Linked DNA regions of Cyprinus carpio: region 1 is linked to region 2. Evidence: chromatin contacts called from public Hi-C data. All regions are on one chromosome and are shown on one strand. Each heading gives the region's core, a stretch centred on a gene start, on an enhancer-like site or on the middle of the called end of the contact. The rest is flanking DNA. Distances are from core to core; before and after follow the strand shown.

Evidence for each region. Hi-C and Micro-C count contacts between places; a contact is called where the count stands out from the background.
Region 1: a contact with region 2 is called in a Hi-C map of red blood cells, with 3 times the contacts expected there. The contact joins the enhancer-like site here to the promoter of LOC109080287 in region 2. A contact is called at or near these places in 2 of 8 Hi-C or Micro-C datasets (liver and red blood cells).

What each region holds. Positions count from the first base shown.
Region 1 is chrA21:20,558,341-20,562,166 of ASM1834038v1, reverse strand. The region is part of intron 1 of LOC109061326 (protein Shroom1-like); the gene reads right to left. Among protein-coding and RNA genes, the nearest start is that of LOC109061326, 6.1 kb to the right of the region's middle. Within about 2 kb of position 1,711, at least 1 of the 8 cell types and tissues checked has an H3K27ac peak or open chromatin away from gene starts, as enhancers often do. A contact at or near this core is called in liver, where this site is marked.
Region 2 is chrA21:20,492,580-20,496,327 of ASM1834038v1, reverse strand. It overlaps LOC109080287, which reads left to right and starts at 1,885. Exons shown (of 11, transcript XM_042711246.1): 1 at 1,885-2,686; 2 at 2,765-2,876. The coding sequence starts at 2,608. hspa4a (heat shock 70 kDa protein 4a) reads left to right here. Exons shown (of 19, transcript XM_042711242.1): 19 at 819-1,087. The coding sequence ends at 1,016.

The sequences.
Region 1 (3,826 bases), core at 462-2,961, 66 kb before region 2:
ATTTATTTGGCACCCAAAATGTAACTGTAGCAGCTCATGGGTTTATTTCCTGCATTCTATCTCGACTTGCAATGCTACATATTAATGACCTCAATAACTTGGCGGAGAAATCATTTTTTTCTGATCATTATTAATAATAATAAATTATTGAGCACTGGCGTGTTTTATCATAGTGAGATTGTCAAGAGTTTTATCATTTAATAGGGATGTTACGATTCCCTCAACTCACGATGTGATATGATAAGATTTGCTCACGATTTTTTACACAATGAGATTTAAGACAAATTATAAATCAAAAGGAGTCCTTTTACTATTTCACAGACAAAATGCTTCAGATTTTTTTGTGAAATTGAAATATGAATAATAACAAAACTACATAGAAATATTAAAACAAATCCCAAATCAAATAAATAACACAAAAAATAAATGAAATCTCTTCATATAAACAAACTAAGGCTTTGTCTGTTGCCTTTCCATTTAAAATTAGAGTCAACCACTGCATTTTACTCACGATCCAAACAAAGATGCTGCATGCATGCAACATGAGCAGTTTCTGATTTAAATTAGATTGTATAATTTCAACCAGAAAGGTCTGACATTAGCTTTGTGAAACTATACTACATAAAACAGATCTGAATGAAACCAAAACAGCAGACGTACTGAATGAGATGCAGATTCACTCCCTGACAGCAGGTGGAGCTCATGGAACAAAGCAGCACTGCGCTAATAAACACTGCTTTAATATGCATCATACAGAGACAAGATGAGAAGAAAACCATCTAAAGTTTTCTGAAGACCCTCAGAGACACATTCATATAAACCCCCATTACCAACTGTATCGAGATTCGTTTAACATCTCAACCAACTTCAATCGTCACATATATATTTATTGATTTTTAGCCATCTCTGCATGCATCTTACATCCCTAAAATTTAAGCAATAAAACTATGAGTCTGTACATTAGTGTTAAGGAGGTTTTAAAAACACCATTTACCTGTAAAAACTACAATCACATGGCTGCATATGGACGCCGACTGACCGAGTGATGAAGCCTGTGAGAATGCAGTTATATGCCACAAATTCAAGATTTGAGGGCAAAAATGCCCCGTGTGGGTTTGTGTCTTATATTTACATCATATGATATTATTTTAGCAATATCACACGTGCAATAGTTTTGTCTTTTCCAGATTTTCCACGATTGCAAATGTGATACTAATTTCACCGTTCAATAAACAACGTTAATAGGGTTTTAGACAATTTTGTCAGCAATGTCTGTTTTGCTCAATTTCGCGGACGCAAATAGATCCAAATTAAGGGACAGCAGAACTTTTTCAATACTGCATGAATCTGCGTTTTTTTAACGAATCGAATGAGCCAATGATTCAGTGAACCATTCTAAAAGCAAAACACTTGCTTCGTATCTGAATGAATCGGTTGAATGAATGACTCACTCACTAAGACCTACTGGTGCTTTTAGTTTCATATTTATAGTATAATTTCATTTAAAAAAAATGAAATTATAAAAAACATTAATACCCATTTATTATCACTATTTCTGCAATGCTGAATCAAAATAAATGATGAATGATAAAACTTAGGCTGGCAAGTCAATGACAGATGCATGGATGTGCATCGTCACTTTTCATGTAACCTCATGACAACTAGCTAACAGCACTCTTATTGAGCCCTTATCAGTGGTAAAGTGATTACATGGGATGGGAATGTGCGAGATAAACTTACACATGCAATGCAAGCACATATGGTATTATGTCACATTGACTCAGGTTGTTAACATTCATGGCACGACTTTCTCTGACGATTCAACTTCAGTAGCTAATGTGTTTCTGACAGGACCTGTGCTGACTGGGACTCGTCACATTACGTGACAGATGAACTGCACTCGCTCGATTACACAGAAACGCTCTGTTTACAGCCCATAAGGACAAAGTTTCATTTTTATCCTCCCTTACATAATATGTAAGCCTCACAGAGGAACTCAACGAAAACAAGTCACCGAATGGCAATGCCAAATGTTTTTCAAAACCCCCAGGCTTGTTAATCATTTCAAGATCGCTGAAGACAAAACACTGCCAGGTGCACTTTTCTCCTTTTGCAACTCAGTTGGAAAATAATCTGGAAACAGATAAGTAATCCTATCCGGGGAGTGGAAATTGCTGAAATTCTCACATTACAGTCTCTGAGAGGCCAAGCCAGGTGGAGGTGCTATCAGGTGACACTCACCTGTCAATCAAACTCAGAAACAAACAATTCAGCTCACTACTAATTATACATGATCCACACAGAACTGAATATGTCTACAATAAATACAAAACTATGGAGATTAGGTCATTCAGACACCAGGTAACTTTATAGTCTTTTTAAAGGCTTTCGATTATTAGGTTTAATTAATTATATCAGCCACAAAACACGCAAACAAAAATCACTCATCTTTCTCAGCATGTCACCAGTCTGATGTCCACACAGAAGAGTATGAGAACTTCAAGAGGATGAACCTTACAAAATCAGGGTCTTTTACCTCTATAAAGGGTTATTATAGTTTACTGAAATTAAAACGAAAATGATAACTATTAAAAAAAAAAATCATCATCACTTTAACTGAGATGAAATAAAATATTTTTATTTCAGCTAACTGCCAATGCAACATTTCTCATTTTAAATTTAGCTTTACTTGATGTACTGAAATAAATAAATAGAAATGTATAAAAAATTATAGACATTAAAAAAAACTACTAAAAGAAACAAAATTACTAAAATGCTACCTAAAATGAAAATGAAAACAGAAGATATAAAAATAAAAACCATTCAAAATATGAATAAAAAATATAATAGTATCCCAATGATATTAAAATAACACAGTTTCACAAAAAGAAAGTGAAGCTTATTTTAGGACCTTTAAGATTGATTGATTGACTGAGTGTATTTTCATGACAATCATGACAATAACGTAATAATTTATTTTTTTTACATTTTCTAAACTTTTTAAGTAAATATAATATTATTTGTTGAGCTAAATTGTATCTATGCTGGAATATGTAGGACACTTTTTTTGTAATGACAATTACTTTTGCATAAAACTTTTCATCTTTATTGAGCAAATTAAAATTCCTTTACTGTTTATTTGATGTTGGGGTTAAATATAGTTTGGATATTGTGGGTTTTCTCTTTACTGTTGGCAAGCCTTTATTAGTTCAGATGAAGAAATAACCTTAATGTTCTGACAGTTCAAACATTCCTTTCTGGATTCCTGTTCAGTGACCTTAAGATCGCAGACAATCATGCAACTAAGCAAAGGTGAAGTCATAGAACTATTGCAACTTTACGAGACCAAGAAGACAACCAACAGCATACACTAACATTTGCATTTGTTCCTCTCAAATTTGACTTGCAAATAAACACAGTTTGATCAGCTGAAGAGATGGTACATGTCCTCTGATTGGTTTGTAAAAACACTGAATAAATTAATAAAGATTAAATTACTTAAATTTGAGGTTATGACACTGTTTTCAGCTACTAAAGCAAAAAAAAAACACTGGAAATGAAGCAACAGAACTAAAATGTTAAAAGAAGAAATTGGGGAAGAATTTTTTGGATGTGAAGGAATTAAAAGGAACTGTTGGATATACACACACACACACACACACACACACACACACACGTACCATATTAAAATCACATCACTGGATTTTTGTTGATGTGCTTAGAAAAATTACAATATTATTAATTGAGTATTTTTTTTTCTTTTCACGAGGGACAAAAACCTGCACTTGTTCTGCTGAAAGACTCAAAAAGATCTCAGCAGCAAAGA
Region 2 (3,748 bases), core at 636-3,135:
AGAAACAGTTAACATATAACCATACAGACTTCAACAGGTGAAAATATGCAATATGCACATACATATAGTCAGTGAAGTTTAATCTCAATGTTTTTAATCTTGTGAGTTTAATCTCGATGTTTTTAGTTCTAACATTCCAACCGGCAACCAGCCTAAAGCTGCGGTCACGCTGGACTCTGAGCGTGCAACGTTTCTTCAGACGTGATGATATGATGCCACGCTCTGCAGCTTCCTTTTAAACACTTAAACTGCACTGCTGCAGTTTTACATTTCTCTTCTTTTAATTCAGCTACGAGGTCATGCTATGACGAATCAACCTGATACGAGTTCACAGATCACAGTTCACCAAACTTGAAATTTGGAACGCTGCGGAATGCGAAACTATACCGCTCTTTCCTGCTCTCCCGCATTTGCATGCGTATGATGGACGTGATGATGTGTGTAAGGGATGAGAATATGCATATTATAAAACATGTTGGAGACGTTCAGAATGCTTTTTGTGTAGTTCGTTATACATATTTTACAGAATTCATGACTTCACTGACAATGTTTGGCTTGTCAAAAATGTTACGTTCTGTAACATTTACTTTTGCAAGCTTTTGTAAATCAAGTTAATTTTTACCAGGTAATGAGTGGTTTTGTCTTTATTGTCTCTTAAAACAAACATCTTTTATTTAAACCCATGAAAATGCAGATCCTGCAAATAAGTGAAATCACTTGTTAAACCTGTTGTTTCATTATTACCCCTCAGCAGGTTTAGACCCATGTATGTGCTCTTGAGAACTGAGTCTTCTAACTAGATCTTCATCATTACACAGGAGCTGTATTCTGCTTGCAATCACATCGTCACCAAACCCAAGCCCAAAGTGGAGCCTCCAAAGGAGGAGATGGCAGCCGAACAGAACGGCCCTGTGAACGGACAGGAGGGTCCAGAGGCCCAAACGGCCAACCCAGAGAAGGGCCAAGCCGCCCCAGAAACCACAGAGGCCAAGCTTCCCGAAATGGACATCGACTAAACTCGCTCGGCCCTCTTCTGTGTCCGCACCAGCCTCTCTCACGCCTCTAATATGCCTCAGAGTTCAGATATTAAAAAAAATAAAATAAAAGAACATTCAATTTGGTGACGCAGGCTGCCCAGTTCAGTTCTCTTGCTGTCGGTGGCTTGTTTCTTTCTTTGTTTTGGATACACAGAGATCCAATCTCCCTTTTTTTGTTTCTTCAAACAGGAAAAACCATGTTATAGATATAGGACGAGAACCTGGTCTTTGTCGCTTTTTTTAATGTCCACAGTTCCAGTCTCCTGAGAAGAATGCGGACAGTATTATAAAGCGCGGTGGACTGGTTTAGTGCAGACTTTTTTCTGTTCTGTTCTATGTGGAGAGTTTATTGGCACTGAAGATTTGTTACACAGACTTAACTTCTCAAGTGAAGTTTCTAACGAGCAGATTTTGGTGAAGAAGCACTGAAACGGAGGAACCTGAACTTTCCCCGAGGTGGAGGCATGAGCTGCGCTGTATGTCCGAGGAGCGTCGAGTCACTGTTAAGCAGTGTTTGGTTGTAAGAGGTGCGTCTCGTTCCGTGTGGACGGCCCGTGTGTGGTCGCTTTGGGTTTAGCTCTGTTTGTTTTCCTTTTCTACTCCTCAGCCTGTGTGAATGCTGGAGACTGATGTGGTGTCCAGTCACAAATGATCAGAATAAACCATTCATTTTGGTATACAGACAAAAGAAGTTATTGGAATGTATTTATTGGATGTACTGTACATACTGGTTTACTGTTAGTGTAATTACAGTGTCAGTTTAGTGAGGTGAAATAAAATCATTGCAATTTTGACCATCACATGCGTCACGCAAACAAATATCAGATGAAATGTAATCAGGTATATAAATGATAAAATTGAAATAATTTCACTTGGTGAGGCTGTTCACATGATATTATTAATGTGCTTCATCTGAGACCGTGATGCTTTAAGAAGCAGAAGTCAGTGTGAAATCTCATCTCCAGGGCATTGTTTAGTATAAAAAGATATTTTAAATAACCGGAACATTAACTTCCTCAGAGATATTTCAAGTAAATATTTTATTTTAAGGGGTTTGAGTGACAAAAAAGTGTTTGGGAATCCATGCATTACATGAACAAACAAGGTCTCTGGATATGACGACATCATTGTGTTTCACAGCTACGTCACCAGTGTTTAGTAACTTACGCACAATTATTTGTTTCAATTACTGCTTTGCAAATTTATTCACATGATATCTGTAAGCGTTTCAGTTTATATTATATAATTATTTAATAACAGATGGGCTAATAAAGAAAGAAAGAAGGTTTCCCAGCTCTATTATCATTTTATGACAGCTAAGCGATTTGTTACCTCAAGGCTTAACATGTATTATATCCACTGAAATATAATATATAACATATATAGATCAATATTAGGACTGATACATTATACCATTAAAGGGACTCTGATTATACTCACGTTGCCTGGTTACGTTCATCGAGCGCTCAGCTGTTAATTTGTGGACCACGCCCACTTTAACGACCGCAGCTAATTAAAGTCTGGATGAAGATCGGGTTTGTGAGATTAGTAGTAACGTTATAGTTTCTCAATGATGATCGTTAAGAAAGCGTCACGTGGGAAGAACACCGGGCGCAACGTGACGCCAGTGAGAGCTGCGGCGTGCTACAGTATGACTCGCTTCACAGCTAACTCTGCGCTGATTATTACCGACTCGTTATAATGTAACTGTCGTTTTAAACTCTTAGATTTTCAAAGGCTTGGGGCGAAACACAGTCGAGGCGTTCAACGAGGTCGCCAGCTTTCTGAGTTTAAAGCCTATGGATGCGACAAAGACAGAAAAGATCTCCACCAAATACGGTAAAGTTACACCTGAGTCATGAATATTAATGAGAAGACACCTGTGTGCCTTTCAAACAGGAGCTATAGGATTGATGCTGCGTCACAGTTTCTTATTCTGCGCCCTAAATGTATATGTTAATGAAGAAAACGTGGATGGGTCATTCTACAGAAACGTCCATTTTTCTGTCCCTAGCCTTTACAGAAATATTACAATTGAAAAACACATTAGGGTTACATCTTGTTTACAAATAACTAAACATTCTCAAATCTTATTTAGTATTTTTACATCTTAACAAATAACTAAACATTCTCAAATGTTATTTGAACAATTAGACCTTCTTGAACCATCAATGTGGCAATATTTGTTTTTAATTAATTATAAAGAATTCCAAGAACCACAAAACTCGTCCCCACAGCCATGTACAGAGGGAAAGTGCTTTATTTTGCAGTCAAAAACAGTTTTTTCTACCATTTAAAATACAATAATGTATTCATAGTTATCAAATATGTTATATAAATGTCATAATAAAACAAAATGCTGAATAAATATTCTAACATATATAATGAAAACAGTGGTCCTCTGAGGTTGTGTCACTGGTGCCATTTGACAAAAAAAACATTACTGTTTGAAATAAAAATCACACTGATGACATCACTTCCTCCTTCCTATTTTCTAAAGATCTATGAAAAAAGCCCATGTTAAGTCCACTGTTTCTTTTCAGTTATCAGAAATGTTCTCATTTAGCTCACAATTTCATATGAAGCTTTTAGTTGACGTCACTGGTATGATCTATTTATTGTTAGGGAATTGTAAAAATAACTATAATACAAATGGATTAAACTACTCAATTTAGTGAGTATATTATGATTGACAACATATGGTTTGATAT